Regions from separate parts of the Mus musculus genome. Here region 2 is linked to region 1. The links are chromatin contacts, called in public promoter capture Hi-C maps. All regions are on one chromosome and are shown on one strand. The core of a region is the stretch at or near the end of the contact, and the rest is flanking DNA. Distances in the headings are between cores, read along the strand shown.

Region 1 (7,709 bases), core at 456-2,955:
AAATAAAACAACAAAACAAAAGCACATGCACAAAAAGCCAGACTAGATGGAAAGATGTGTCGTTGCCATGTTTGTAAACTAGAAGATTCGCTAGTGATATGTTAATTCTCCAATGAATCTATGTAGTCAACATGATCCCGTATGAAATATCAACAGTCTGCTTCTCTAGAAGTCAACAAAGAGATGCTAAAATTTATATCAAAATCCAATAGCATGGTGGAACACACTTAAAATACCAGCTCTGGAGAGGCTCAGGCATAGGCTTATGGCCTATGTTATTAAAAAACAACAAAACAACAACAACAAAACAAACAAAGCAACTGTAGTTGTGGGTGGCTGTAAGCCACAATGAGGGTGCTGGGAACTGAACCCATATCCTCTGGAAGAGCAGCCAGTTATCTTAACTCCCGAGCCATCTCTCTAGCCCCCATGCTCTCATTTCTAGACCAACCACTGCAGTACACAACCAAGGAACCAAGGATGTAGCTCACTGAAGCCTCCGCAGTGTTTTTAAGAGTCAAGCATCTTTCTCTGGTGATAAGGATGGCAGCAAATTTCCAGGCTCAAATAATTCTCCTGCCTTGACATATGGAGTAGCTGGGACAAAAGGTGTCTGTCACTGTGCCTGGCACATCAAATGTCCTCAGAGTCTGATCAGCTGAAGCTAGAATCAGAATTACCAGGGACCTTGACTCTGGGTATCTGAGGTTTCACTTGGGAACCTGCCACTGCAGTATCAGTCAGGGTATGGCATCTGTATCCTGGGACTCAGCTCTGGTCGCTGTTATCCAGTTAACTTGCTGACTGCTGGGGGAAAGCTGTTTCTGTCTTTGGATTCTCATGTTTGGTTCAGATGTTCCAAGCCGTAGTGTCAGCACTGTGTCTTCCTGAGGTGAGAGCACCCAGCTTGGTGCTGGTCCTCACTGCTCTGGCATTTGCGGACTGGATTGTATTTCTGCCTGCTGGGATCCTAACACTGCCACAGAAGCCACAGAAGGGAGCAAGCAAGCAGTTGTAGGCCAGCTTGGCCGTGTATGACCCTGGGGGAGCGGGAGGGAAGGATCTGCAATAGTAAACAGTATATAATGAACTTCCTTGAAGCCCACTCACCACTTAAGACCTTCACTAGATCTGGAGGTCCTGAGTTCTAGGCTTTCTTCTGACTCAAGCTTACATTTTATATTTTTACATTTATTTACTTGCTTGGTGTGTGTGTGTGTGTGTACATCAAAGTACCACAACTTGCATGTAGAAGTCAGAGGACAGTTTTCAGGAGTTGGTTCTCTCCTTCCACCATGAGGGTCCCTCACAAAGTCCTTTAGAGTGGGGCATCCTGGGCACGAAACAAAATGCCTTGTATGTACTGATTGGATGATGAATACAGCAAGATAGGAGAACACAACCTCAGTGAAGATGTTGAGATAACAGTGGATCCATAAAAGAGAGGACCTCACTCCCAAGGGACAGCCACAGAACTTAGGGCAAACCTCAGGTGTGGCTGAGGATAGACAGATGCCCGGTGAACGACCCAGGGCAAAAAGGGCACTGCAGAGTCCCAATGGGCACCTAGCTGCCAGCTCTATGCTGGCGGGCCTCAAGCTCCCCAGCAGTTGCCACACACGCTGGGTTGCACTAGACCTCCGTGCCCCGCGAGGGCGCTCCAGATAAGTCCTCCAGAGCACTCGCCCTCAGCCGTGGTCGCTCTAGCCGTGCGGCGGCGGCGCGGGGCGTGTCGGGAAAGCGGCGGGCTGGTGCGATCCTTAGCGGCGGCAGCGGCTGCGGCAGCGGGAGCCATGGTGGGTGGCGAGGCCAGCGCCGCGGTGGAGAAGCTAGTTTCCGGCGTGCGGCAGGCCGCCGACTTCGCCGAGCAGTTTCGTTCCTACTCGGAGAGCGAGAAGCAATGGAAAGCGCGCATGGAGTTCATCCTGCGCCACCTGCCTGACTACCGAGACCCACCCGACGGCGGCGGCCGCCTGGACCAGCTGCTGTCCTTATCCATGGTCTGGGCCAACCACCTCTTCCTGGGTTGCAGGTGCGGACCCCCGACAGCTGGCTGACCTTGTCCCCATCAGTCGATCCTCAGCTTGGGCATATACACTGCTCCACGCTGAACCTGGCGCCAGCCTCCTACTGATCCCCTCTTAGCATTCCCTCGGGAAAAAAATCTCTCCTCTGAGCCTCGCTTTTCTCTTGTGAATGAGTGGTTGGGATGACTACAGCAGCTGAATGATAGGGCGTGCAGTGCAGGTGTGCTCCAAGGCGGCCGAATTGCAATGGTCATTGTTATTACTGTTTATTAGCCCAGAGGACTTCCTTTCCAGAGTGTGTTTGAAGTCTATTAGCTCCTGTCGCCCACGTGACAAAAGTGCAGACTCTTCCTCTAGATGAAGACACCTAGCAAGAGGATGTGATGTATCTCACCATTGGTGGGTTTCACGCTAAGGCAGGATGTAATCTTTTCTCCCCTTTCTCTTCTTGGCTTCCCTCTTAGGAAAGTAACCCATGCTATCTTGTTGCTGTCCTAACTCCCCGCCCTCCCCAGTCTTTGTGATCACACCTGGAAGGCAAGAGCCTGGCCTTGAGATATTCCACCTGGAAATGACACCAGGTTTTTATACTCCCTTGTGATTTTTAATTTTTTTTTAAAGATTTATTTATTTATTATATGTAAGTACACTGTAGCTGTCTTCAGACACTCCAGAAGAGGGAGTCAGATCTTGTTACGGATGGTTGTGAGCCACCATGTGGTTGCTGGGATTTGAACTCCGGACCTTCGGAAGAACAGTCGGGTGCTCTTACCCGCTGAGCCATCTCTCCAGCCCGTGATTTTTAATTTTTGAGGCAGTCTTCCCTTATAACTGAGACTGGCCTCCAGTTTACTGTGTAGCCCAGGCAATCCTAGAACTTGATCCACCTAGGCAACCACGTCCTGAGAGGCATGCATGGCCAGGCTCTTCCAGGCTTCTAGAGTTTCGTGAGGTTGTGTTAGAACAGGAGACCCTCACTCATACCTGATTTTGTAGTGGTCACAGGACCCCCTCCAGGCCAAACTGCTTGGTTTACTTTTTGGGTTTTGTGTTAGGGATGAAACCCAGGCCCTTACACATCCAAAATAAGCACTCAGTCACGAGCCTCATCACCAGTGCTGAAGCGGCTTGGTTTCAGATGTTGGGATGATTTGTCAGAACCGGATGTGGGGACGCTGAGCTAGACACACCCATCACACACACAGGCCCATCCTCCTTCCTGCGGTGCCCTTTAAAATCTGAGATTACAGAATCCAAACTCAGACACGTGACGGAGAACTGAACAAAAGGGATAAATGGTGTTATTTTCATGAGACCAACGTTCTGTGTGTTTTAAAAATAATCCAATTTTTAGGCCCTCAAATCTCATCCATGAATATGTACCACCAGGTATATGGTGCTCCTGTTTCTGTAATTTTAATTTAACTTTTTGTTTGCTTGTTTATACCTATTTTAAATTTTATACCTATGGGCATTTTGTCTACATGCCTGCACTGTAAGAGTGCCTCATGCCGTTGGAGGCCAGAAGACAGCTTTGGATTCCCTGGGATGGAAGTGCAGGTGGTTGTGAGCCACCTGACGTGGATGCTGGGAATTGAAACTGGGTCCTCTGAGAGCAAGTGCTCTCAACTGCTAAATTATCTCTCCAAACTCCTGTTTTTGTAATTTTTAAAAAGATTTTTATTTTATGTGTATGACTATGTACAAATATGTACCTAGTATCCTCCAAGGCCAGAAGAGGGCGTCAGATATCTGAGACCTGAAATTAACAGCCATGTAGAAACTGAACCCAGGTCCTTTATAAGAGTCTCAGGTGCTGTCTTAGCTGCTGAGCCATGTCTCTTGCCTCTGTTTTTGTAATTCTTGGAACATCTGCTGTATTGGCATTGTTCTCAAGCCTAGTTTGTCCTCACAGGCAGGAAGAACTATTTGTTAACTTGTATGCTAAGCACCTATGGTCTCCCCTGCAGTATCAAATCAGTCTTTACAAAGCTTGATATATACGCATCTGTATTCCAGCTACAGCGAAGGCTGAGGCAAACCTCAGATGGCATAGTGTGACCTTACCAGTGACCAAGCGGTTCTGTATTCTAGGGGTAGCATTTACAGTCTAATAACTACACTTTCTTACTAACCCGTAGTGACAGGTGAGTCTTCCCAGGTTTTTACCTTACTGCTTTTTATTGTGCAGTTATAATAAAGACCTTCTGGACAAGGTGATGGAAATGGCTGATGGGATTGAAGTGGAAGACCTGCCACAGTTTACAACCAGAAGCGAACTAATGAGAAAGGTGAGAGGCATTTGCAAGTGTAGATACCAAGGGCCCAGCTTACACTGCATTGTGTTGGTGTGCGTATTCTCCTTTCCTGCAGCACAGTCTTAAGGCCTTTCCTTATTTCTTCACAGTTGGTGTAAACCTTTTCTTAACTAGATAACAGGTCAGTGTGATAAATTATGCACTGTCTGTGGAGTAACAAGTGGGCTCAATCTCTTTGATTTGTCTACAACACTCTTTTTTCTTGGTGCCAGGGACTGAACCATTCTCCTTATGCTAGAAGAACTAGGAACCAGTACAGAGGGTCCTAAAAACCAACTGAAAGCATTTTCCAGTTAGACTGCTCCTGCAGGGCTCTGAGTGAACGTGGCAGACATTTCACACATCCATGCTTCCTGCTGCACCGTTCACAGTAAGCAGCCTCGATACCCATCAGTAGGTGTGGATGATGGAAATGCAGTCCAGATACACCACGAAAGCTTGTTCAGCTGTAACGAAAGATGAAATTGAGTGTCCACAAGAAATGGATAGAAACGGAGATCTTTATTTTGAACAAAAAAAGGCTAGAAGGAGGAAAAACAAACACCATGTTTTCGTTCCCAGGTGAAGAATAGGGGAGTGTTGTATCATTTGTGCATTAATAAGAGTTGAACCTAGGGCCCTGTATGTGCCAGGCCAGGGCTCTCCCCGAGCTGTGTATCCACTTTTTCTTTACCTTTTTTAGAGTCTTTCCCGGGCTTCACCTTGATCTTGAGCCCCGTAGGCCTTGGGATCACAGTCGTGCCTCTGCTCTCTGGTGGCCTAGATGACACATCTGTCTCTAGCCACAGCTGTTTTGCTTATTTATTCGTTTATTTATTTAAGGTTTGGTTTGTTTGTTTTTTGTTCTTTTTCCTCCTGAGTTCTGGGATTATAGGCATAAACCCCCAGACTTGGCTTGTTTTGCCTATTTAAAAAAAGAAACATTTTGGTTAGGGTGCTAAAGTTAGAAGTACATCATTTTAGAGTAGGTCATTACAGGGTATCTCTGCCTCAGCAGGTCAGGGCTGGACCAGACTTGTGTGCACTCTGACTATGATAAGGAATGTGGTCGAGAAATGTCCAGACACCACAGCTGAGTTCTAGTCTCCAGGACTTAGTCTTCCGGCTGTGGCCTTGTACACGGTGAGCTTTGCCCTAGAGTCTTATGTGTGGATCCTGATCCCTGGGGCCAGGGAGAAGCAGGGGAAACTTTGGAAAATAAGGCTGTGAGTCTTAGCTACACGCCTCCTCCAACCCCTACAAGTGTTTTTCTCACATGTGTCCTGGTCTCTCCTAGCCAGCAGACTTGCTCCCTAAAGTTTGTTTGATGTCTATCCAGCCTTTTAGATAAAATTTCAAGTTCTTTATTTGGATAGAATTTAAGATTTACTGCTGAGTGTGACTCAGGAGGTAGTGTAGGCATGTGGAAGCCGAGAGTGCGGGGCCTGCTCTGACACCACAGAGCAGCTCACCTACTTCTCAAACTTACTTGTATTCAACTTGGTACCGCCCCCATCTGTGGATGTGGCTTTCTGGCAGCTCGTGAACTTCAGCTTGATCTTAGGCAAGGGATCCATCACATGCGTCTTATTCTTAGCTTCTTACAGATGGACATGATGACCTAGCCAGTGTAAACCCAGGCCACCATGTCCTGAAGCTTCCCAGAGACATCTCAAATATCTGTCTGGAGCCTGTAAGCCGTAACACAGACCAATAGGACATCTTGATATGGGTGATATGGAAAGGGCAGAGTTATGCTCAAATAGGGAAGCCATACTTGCCCAAATGGACTTGACACTTACACTCCAGGCTTTGAAAGAACCAGCCTGTGGAAACAAAGTAGGAATTCTTCCACTTTCCTCTTCTGCCCCAAGTCACAGGTGTTGGTCTTGGGCCAGTGAGATGGCTCAGCCAGAGAGAGGTGTTTGCTGGCGAGCTTTAAGACCTGAGAGCGAGCCTTGGAACCCACGGTGGGAAGAGAACCAACTCCTAAAAGTTAACTCCCTAAAGTTGTCTGCTAACCTCTACACATGTTCTGTGGTCCTCACATACATGAGCACAGACACAGAAATAAATAAAAGTGTAAGCAACAAGAGATTCTTCCAGGAGGCTGGAAATGTATCTCCATGACAGTGCTAATCTCGGTCTTCTATCCCCTAATACCTCAACAAATTCCTGTAAGAAAGCCGTTCATGAGAACAGTCACTCACGCACTGGATGGTTTGTGAGTCCACTGTACAGAGTCTGTCTTTGAGATAGGTTGTCCTTCCTTTCATGTCAGGTGAAACTGAAGTGTACTAGGCCAGAAATCTAAAAGCCCTGTTATCATGCCAGCCAGAACGGATCCTGTATATTAGAGTGTATTGGGTTTTAGAGTTAGCAGGAATATGGAAAGGAGTCGCTCAGCATTGTTGGCACCTGGAGACCAGACAACGATGATAACTTAGACATAAGCTCTCTCGAGTCAAGTGTTAAAAATATACGCTGCCCTCCTGCAGTTTTTGGGCCGGTGTATCTCTGTCCAGTTCTTCCTCTTTGGTCTGAGGAATGAGTGGTGACAGGTGGGATTTGGTCAGCAGTTGGGAGGAGTATGTGCTCTCTTCTGAAAAGGAGAATTCGGCACAGCATATTGAGCAAGCAGCCTTGGCAATCTAAGTGACACCCAGTGCTCGCCTGCAGCCGGTGTGGCTGCTGCAGGAGCAGTGACAGCATCAGCCACCACTGAGTCAGAGAATAGTGGGGTGTGGTGGCCACGCCTTTAATCCCAGCACTCTGGAGACAGAGGCAGATGGATTTTTGTGAGTTTGAATGAGGCTATTCTACATACTTAATTTCAGAACAGATAGGGAAACATAGAGACCGTCTCTCAAAAAAAAAAAAAAAAAAAACAAAAATAAAAATGGAAAATGAGCAATAATTGACAAAGAAGCTGTTATTGTTGATTCAAAGAAGTTATTAACATCATAGTTTGCTGCTCCTCCTGAGAACATCTGTATCCCACAAGGAAAGACATCAGTGAAATTGACCCCAAGGAATTGTAAAAATCAGAAGAGCAGGTGTGCCCACACACCACAAGGGGTTCTGTGCTTTTTTTGCAACTTCAGCCAGCTCTGAGGCCATGTTTTCATGAAAGCCTTAACCAGACATGGGGGCCACACCTTTAATCCCAGCATTCCAGAGGTGGAGGCAGGAAGACCAGGAGCTCAAGGTCATCCTTGGCTGCCTGGACAGCTGGACATAACAGGACTGTGGACATCCTGTTGAAAGAGGACCTGAGTTCAGTTCCCAGCAACCACATGACAGCTCACAACCATCTGTAACGGGATCTGATGCCCTCTTCTGGTGTGTCTGAATATAGAAACAGTGCACTCACATATATAAAATA
Region 2 (7,323 bases), core at 3,444-5,943, 2.0 Mb after region 1:
CTCACACATATTCCCCAGACTTCTGCTGGAATGAATTAGCAAACTCTTTATTCTCCTTAGTAGTGTAGCACACTTCCTCATGAACTAGCCTTTCTAACCTTCCCTCTAGGGGCCTGCCTTGCCTTGAGTCTGGTTATAGGTCTAGTGGAAACTATTGGTGGGCCTTGAAGAACAGTAGTATTGTCTTGCTTGGCATTTTCTTCAGAGAAAGTCACTGCTGGTTTATCAAACAATGAAGGATTAATTTTTCTCAGGTGAAAAAGGCAATATTTCAAGGGGGTGGGGCTCTGGGTACTACTTCCTCAGGTGAGGTGAGATTCCCCTTGAGAATCTGAGGATTTAAAGTTCTCAGCCTTATTAGGGTCTTCCCACACATCCCCACCTCAAGTCATTTTTTTTTGACAATTAATGCCCTTACTTTAACTGCTGAGGCTGTCTGAGGCTGAAACTTGAATTTTTGCTGTAATTCAGTCAAGTACTTTGGTTTGATTTTTCTGCCAACATGAGTTATATGGCTGCTGAAGAGAAGATTCTCTCCAGGGGTACCTTAGAAACCTTTAGATTGTTTTTCAAATCTGGAGCCCAGTCAATGTTATCATACAGCTCATTGCTTTCCATTACCAATTTATCCATAGATGCTAAGAGCAACAAGCCAGCAAAATCATTTTCCTTATTTTCCCCCAAACTGTAGAAATTTTTGTATACCATGTCACCTAATCCATTGCCAGTCACAATAGATGGATCAAGATAATCAAAGGCATTTACTTCTTTAAGTTTGGAATATAGTTTCCACCATGGCCTTCAATATTCTCCAAGCTCCCAGTGTCTGGAGAGGTTTCAGTACTTGAAGGCATTCATACATTAGAAGGCGCTGACAAATTATTACGTCATTCCAGATCCTTAAAAGATTCATCCTTATATTTCTGCTCCTCTAGAACCATTCCAGGTACCAACTTCTGTATTAGTCAGAGTTCTCTAGAGTTATAGTATGGAATGTCTCTATGTATTAAGGGAAATTACTGGAATAACTTTCAGTCAGTAGTTCAACTAAGCCAACAATAGGCAGCTGTGAATGAGAAGTCCAAGAGTCCAAGAATCTAGTAGTTACTCAGTCCCATGAGGCTGGGTGTTTCAGCTGGTCTTCTGTATAAACTGGGATCCTGAAGAAGTTAAGTTCTAAACAGATGCACTGGCAAGTAAGTGTAAGCAGATGAAGAATAACAAACACTTCCTTTTTCCATTGTCCTTACGTAGGCCCCCAGCAAAAGGTATGGCCCAGATTAAAGGTGTGTACCGCCAGGCCTGGATTTGGAACTTGCTCTGTCCCAGGCTGGTCTTGAATTCAGAGATCTGTTTGCCACTGTCTCCTAGGATTTAAGGCATTTACTATCTTGCCTGAGCCTAAACTTTTCATGGCCACAGTGCCTCAAGATCTGCATCACAGATGTACCCTCCATTTCTGAATTGTAGTTTATTCCAGATGTAGTCAAGTTGACAACCAAGGATAGCCATCACATAGTGGAATATGGTGGTTTCAATATGCTTGGCTCATGGGAAGTGGCACTACTAGGAGATTTGGCCTTGTTGAAGTAGGTGTAGCCTTGTTAAAGGAAGTGTGTCACTGTGGGGGTGGACTTTGAGGTCCTATGCTCCAGTTCCACCCAGTGTGAAAGAGTCTCCTTCTGGCTGCCTCTGGATCAAGATATAACACTCTAAGCTCCTCCTCCAGCACCTTGTCTACTTGCCTGCTGCCGTGCTTCCTGCCATGATGATAATGGACTGAACCTCTGAAACTATAAGTCAGTCCCAATTAAATGTTGTCCTTTAAAAGAGTTGCCTTGGTCATAATGTCTCTTTACAGCAATGAAATCCCAACTAAGACAATAAGCTTACCCATGAACCTAGTATTCCTGTACTCATCTGACCACTGAGCTATACAACTAAAGCACTTGAAGCCCAAACTATCAATGCTTCTATTTGGTGAGCAGATGGGTGTAATTGGCCACGAGTCAAGATTCATGTCTGGAGAGCTGTAAGAGGAAAACCAAACTTTGAAAATCTAGAACAGCTATGACCAGAGGTTTATACTTCTTTCTAGTCAGAAATGTGTTCAACTCGGGTTCTCTGGGCTCAAGGGTATATTAATATAGCTGCCAAGTATTTTCAAACTGTTCATCTCATTTCTGTCTCAATCAAACTGTTAAGCTTTCTTTCAGAGGATACCATGACCTCTTTTGGCTTCCACAGGTACTACATTCATGTGCTATTTCAAATACATGTATGCAAAGCACTCATACATGTAAAAATAAATCTTTAAAAAAAAAAACAACTTAAGCTGGGCGTGGTGGCACTTGGAAGGCAGAGGCAGATGGATTTCTGAGTTCGAGGCCAGCCTGGTCTACAGAGTGAGTTCTAGGACAGCCAGGACTACACAGAGAAACACTGTCTCGAAAAAACAAAAACAAACAACCCCCCCAAAACTAAACAAAACAACAACAAAAAACTTGTTAAGGTTGTTTAAAAGAGAAAGAATCATACCTTTTATTTATCATTTAATTCATATGTTAGTGTGATACTTGTCTATGCATATGTGTATAGACATGAATGTCTACATGGAGACTAGAGGAATACAGTGGGTGTTCTGCTTTATTCATTTGAGACATGGTCTCTCACTGAACTGTGTTGCTGTGTCTGGCTTTTCTTTCCATGTTTTTACAAAATATTATTTTAAAAAAATGTGTGTATGAGTATTTGTCTATGTGAGTGCATGTTACATGTCCTGAGCAGAAGACGGTGCTGGATTATCTGAGACTGGAGTTACAGGTGGTAGAAAGCTGCCTGGTGTGGGTTCTAGAAACTGAACTCAGGTCCTTTATATGAGAACCTCTTTAATTCTTTCCTCCATTTTTTTCCCCAAGGGGCTTGTATCTAAAATTAGGTCTTTCTTTATGATTGAGCAGTAAGCACTCTTATCCACTGAATTATCTCTCTAGCTCCAAAAAGTACCTCTTGACCTCATACATAATGAGGATTATTTTTCTATTATGGGGATAGAGGAGTGGGTACAAACCCCAGGTGCCCAAGTCACTAAACACATCCACATGCACCATTAAACAGCATGTCACATCCCCCAGCTGAGTGACTGAGAAATGTCAAAGTCACCCAAGAATAAAGTGTAAGGGAATGAGGAATTAGGTTTCCATCGCTCTTCAGAGTAACCTTACATGCCTTACCTAACCTCTTCAGTGATCTTGTCCCAGAATACTGTGGAAAAGACTCCATACCAACAAGTCACCCTGGATAGATCTGCAGACACATGGGTCCTTAAGAAGTAACAATCCATCGCTGGCAAATGGAAAACAGTTTCTCCTGGGGCATGGCAAGACTTCATTTTGGGGTAAGGATAGGTGAGGGAAGAAAGAATAACTCCAGAAAGGGTAGAGAGTTTGGAACACACGTTTCTTTAACTTTAAAAAGTTCTGCAAAGAGTCTTTCCTTTCTGAACAGAGGCTAAAACCTGTGGTCTCTTCTCTGGAGCAAGTCTGAATCCGGCCCCTCTGAATCACATCACTACCTCGAGAAAGTCCCACCACTCAGGGTCTCAGGGCATCTCCTAGGGGCAGAACCTTCTGGACTCTATCTTCAATGGGACCCTATGGACGGATGGTCTGCCAGACATTTGTCCTCTGAGGGGCGTACTATGGCTAGAAGTCATCTCATAAAATGTTCTTAAAGGATGCTCATCACCAGGGAGCTTGTGGTTAAACTAAGGAACAACCATTGCCTGCGATGTCACCAGACCCTGACAGGGGGGCTGTCACCTACCTCTGTCACGATGGTGGACAGGAAGATGTCCTTGTCGTACTCCCAGCCATCCAGGCAGTTCTCCTGCTCCAGCTGCTCCAGGTCCACGTCCCGTCCCGGCTCCAGCCCTAGCTCAGAGAAGTTGGCGATGGTGGCCAGTCGGTAGCGGCGGCATTTCTGAGGCACCTCTGGTCCGTCCTTCGTCTCCATCGGGATACTGTGGTTGCGCCACGCGCTGCTCAGGTTCACGGTGTCTGGTATCCGGCAACGGTGCTCCGGGATCGCCGTCAGGAACACGGCTGACAACCCAGTAAAGCCATTGGGGATGATGCTGGCGCTGAGCAGGAAGAAGATGAGGCGCTGGAAGGTCCCCCACTCGCCCAGGAAGGCGGTCACCTCGTCGTAGTCAAGCATAGAGTCGGCAGCCCACGGCGTCCCGCCGGGAATCCGAGGATACTCGGGCGCAGTGGGCGGCGCACGGTTTGTCCGTGCACGCGGAGCACCAGTCACTCGTCGAAGAGGAGTTCGAGAAAGCGTCGGGAGACGTTTTCCACACGGAGAAGCTCGTGAGTTCCTCCCGCCGCCTCAGACCCCGCCAGCGCCAGAGACACCGAGGACGTGAGGCCATGATGGACTCCGCGCGGAGTCTGGCCTAGACTGCAAGGCCGGCCGTGCAGTCCTGAGGCGAACCGTGGGGTGGGCGCGGCAGGAGTCTGAGTGATCCGTAGTGGGCACTGGACGCGCCTGTACGTGAGGCGGGTCTGGTCCCGGTCTCCGAGCTGGCTGGACAGTGCGGAAGCGGGATGGAGCCTGGCTTCAGAACTGCGCGGGTGTGAGGGAGCCTAGGAGTCCCTTGCCTACTACTCTGAGCTGTTCGCTGAGGAACGCCCTGAGGTAAAGTCCTTCCCAGTCGAGAGCAAGCGAGTCGGGCTGGGGGCGGGGCCGCTGTAGTCCCCGCCCCGAAGCTGCTGCTAGAGGGAGGGACGGGTCTTCTCAAGCCACACCCCCCGAGCGAGTCGGGCTGGGGGCGGGGCCGCTGTAGTCCCCGCCCCGAAGCTGCTGCTAGAGGGAGGGATGGGTCTTCTCAAGCCACAACCCCGAGCTGGTCCCCAGGGCTCCTTTGGGGGAAGTTGTGACCAAGCTGGGTGTTGACTTGGAGAAAGGCGTAGGATTTCGGTATGAAACACCCTCTCAACTTTTTGTTATGGGTCAGAAAGGGATTGTATCCCACCAAAAGTCTTCTCCTTCAATGGACCTGAGTTCAATTCCCAGCACGCATTGGAGGCTTACAACCTTCTGGTAACTCCAGTTCCGGGGGAACTAATCCCCTTTTCTGGTCCCCTGTCACATATAGTGCACAGACATACATGCAATCAAAACGCCCACTCACATAATGTCATATTATAATAATCATTAAGAGATTGAGACAAATTTTGAGGCTGTGGTCATGAGGCTGTGGGCAATGAATTTCAATTTCTAGGCTCTGTTCTGTGCTTTATGTTTTTAAAGATTAAGAAATCATTCAGTTATTCATCAAATCGACTTAAGCAAATATAAAAATTTAACTTCAAGATTAAGGATCTTAGTCTAGGATTATACCCTCAAATTAGTTATTTTTTACAGTTAATTCAGGAGCTGACTGGTGATCTACATAGTTCCAGGCCAGTCAGGACTACACAGTGAAACCCGTCTTAAAACAAACACAGAGCCTTACAATGAAATCCATTGTTTTGTGCAAATAGTATTTCCTAAAATTAAAAAGATAAGGTATAAAAATAGCAATTGTGTAATTCTAAAGTAATATTGTCAAATGAAATGAGAAGTTACATTTATAATTTTATTTATTTATTTATTTACTTATTTAGATGGGGCCTACTGTATTTCCCTGGCTTTACCTGCAACTTTGGTCACAAATGACCACCTGCCTCATCCTCTCTAGTAGCAGGGACAACAGGTGTGTACAGCAGATGCACATTATCATTAAAATTGTCTTGGTAGCTGTTGTATTCGTAACTTTTCTGGTTACAGAGACAAAAGCAATTTAAGGGAGAAGAGGTTTGGGCTTGTGCTTAGAGGGTAGAGTCGGTCACTCTGGGAAGGCCGGGTGGCAGGAGTCAGCTTGTCACAGTCGCCTCAGTCAGGAAGCCAGGAGAGAGAAATGCTGGTGCTCAGCTTGCTTTCTCTCCTCTTACTTAGTCCTGGACCAAAGGCCATGGAACAGATGCTGCCTCTCTGAGGGTCACTCTTCTCACTCCAACTAATGAGATCTAGAAGCTTCCTCACAGACACCTAGAGGTTTCTCTCTTAGGTGATTCTAGACCCTGTCAAGTTGACAACAATAATTGTCACAGCCATATTAATAAAATGTCCAGATCTAGTAAATAAAAATTTTACGTGGTCAGATTCAAGTTTTGCATAAAGAACTAACAATTTGAAGTATCGTTACATATTGGTACTTGCAGGGACATGTGAGGTTGAGATGTAAGTGGCTGTCCTGTGTTCTTTCTCCCTGCCAGTGCTCATAGTAGAAGCCTTTAGAGCTGGGGTGTGGCCTCACATGCACCAGACCTTGGATTGGATCCCAGTTGTGTAAGAAAAGCTTTTCCTTAAAGAGTATGGAATTAATTGTAAGACTATGTTATTATTTTATTATTAAGTTGGCATGGAAAGTATTGAAATGCATTTGATTCTTATTAAAAATCACCAATCCCTGTCTTTCATATTAAGTCTTGGGACTTCGGTGTGTATCTTATAGGATGTTTCTGTTGAATCTAGTGAAGTACACATTTAAATACTCAGCAACTACTTCTAGGTAGTGGCTACCCTGTTGGGTGGTATTATTTTAAGGCCTTTAAAAATAAAATATAAATAAAATAAATTTTTAAAAAATTTGGGTTGTTACTAATAATTTGAACATTACATGATGTTTCTGTCTTAAGAAAGTGCATTTCAATGCTTCTTTGTTTTCTCCCATGGGCTTTCCTCTCTCTCTCTTTCTTTCCTTCTTTCTTTCTTTCTTTCTTTCTGTCTGTCTGTCTGTCTGTCTTTCTTTCTTTCTTTCTCTCTCTCTCTTTCTCTTTCTTTTCTCTTTCTTATTTTCTTTCTTTCTTTCTTTCTTTCTTTCTTTCTTTCTTTCTTTCTTTCTTTCTTTCTTTCTTTCTTTCTCATTTTGAGGATTTAACCCAGGGCCTATGCATGCTAGTTCGCTTTTTTAAAAAATTTAAAAAGTTATTATTATATTTAATAATTATTAAATAATTAAATAATAATAATGAAGGAGGGTATATATTTATTCTCCTTAGGTTTTGATATCACATCCCCATTCTCCGTCATCACTTTGCTAACTGAGCCATCGCCTCAGATCTGGAAAGAGTTCTTTGCCTGTTGGTGTTCTGCTTATGTGACTCAGTGTGAAGCCACTGTTGAGCAGGGTCTGCAGATCATCAGTGGACTAACAGCACATCTACTTGATGATGCTCTCAGACTTTCCAGCACAGGGTGGCAACTACCCATCAGAGA

What was found. Promoter capture Hi-C pulls out the DNA fragments that hold promoters and counts their contacts.
Region 2: a promoter capture Hi-C map of hippocampal neurons shows a contact between it and region 1, with 4 times the contacts expected there. The contact joins the promoter of Slc22a21 here to the promoter of Cdkn2aipnl in region 1. A contact is called at or near these places in 2 of 39 promoter capture datasets (cranial neural crest and hippocampal neurons).

The regions. Positions count from the first base shown.
Region 1 is chr11:51,965,926-51,973,634 of GRCm38.p6, forward strand. It overlaps Cdkn2aipnl (CDKN2A interacting protein N-terminal like), which reads left to right and starts at 1,706. Exons shown (of 3, transcript NM_029976.3): 1 at 1,706-2,032; 2 at 4,219-4,318. The coding sequence starts at 1,794.
Region 2 is chr11:53,975,640-53,982,962 of GRCm38.p6, forward strand. It overlaps Slc22a21 (solute carrier family 22 (organic cation transporter), member 21), which reads right to left and starts at 4,694. Exons shown (of 10, transcript NM_019723.3): 1 at 3,826-4,694. The coding sequence starts at 4,218. It overlaps Gm30927 (predicted gene, 30927), which reads left to right and starts at 4,392. Exons shown (of 4, transcript NR_168634.1): 1 at 4,392-4,698; 2 at 5,670-5,758; 3 at 6,321-6,393.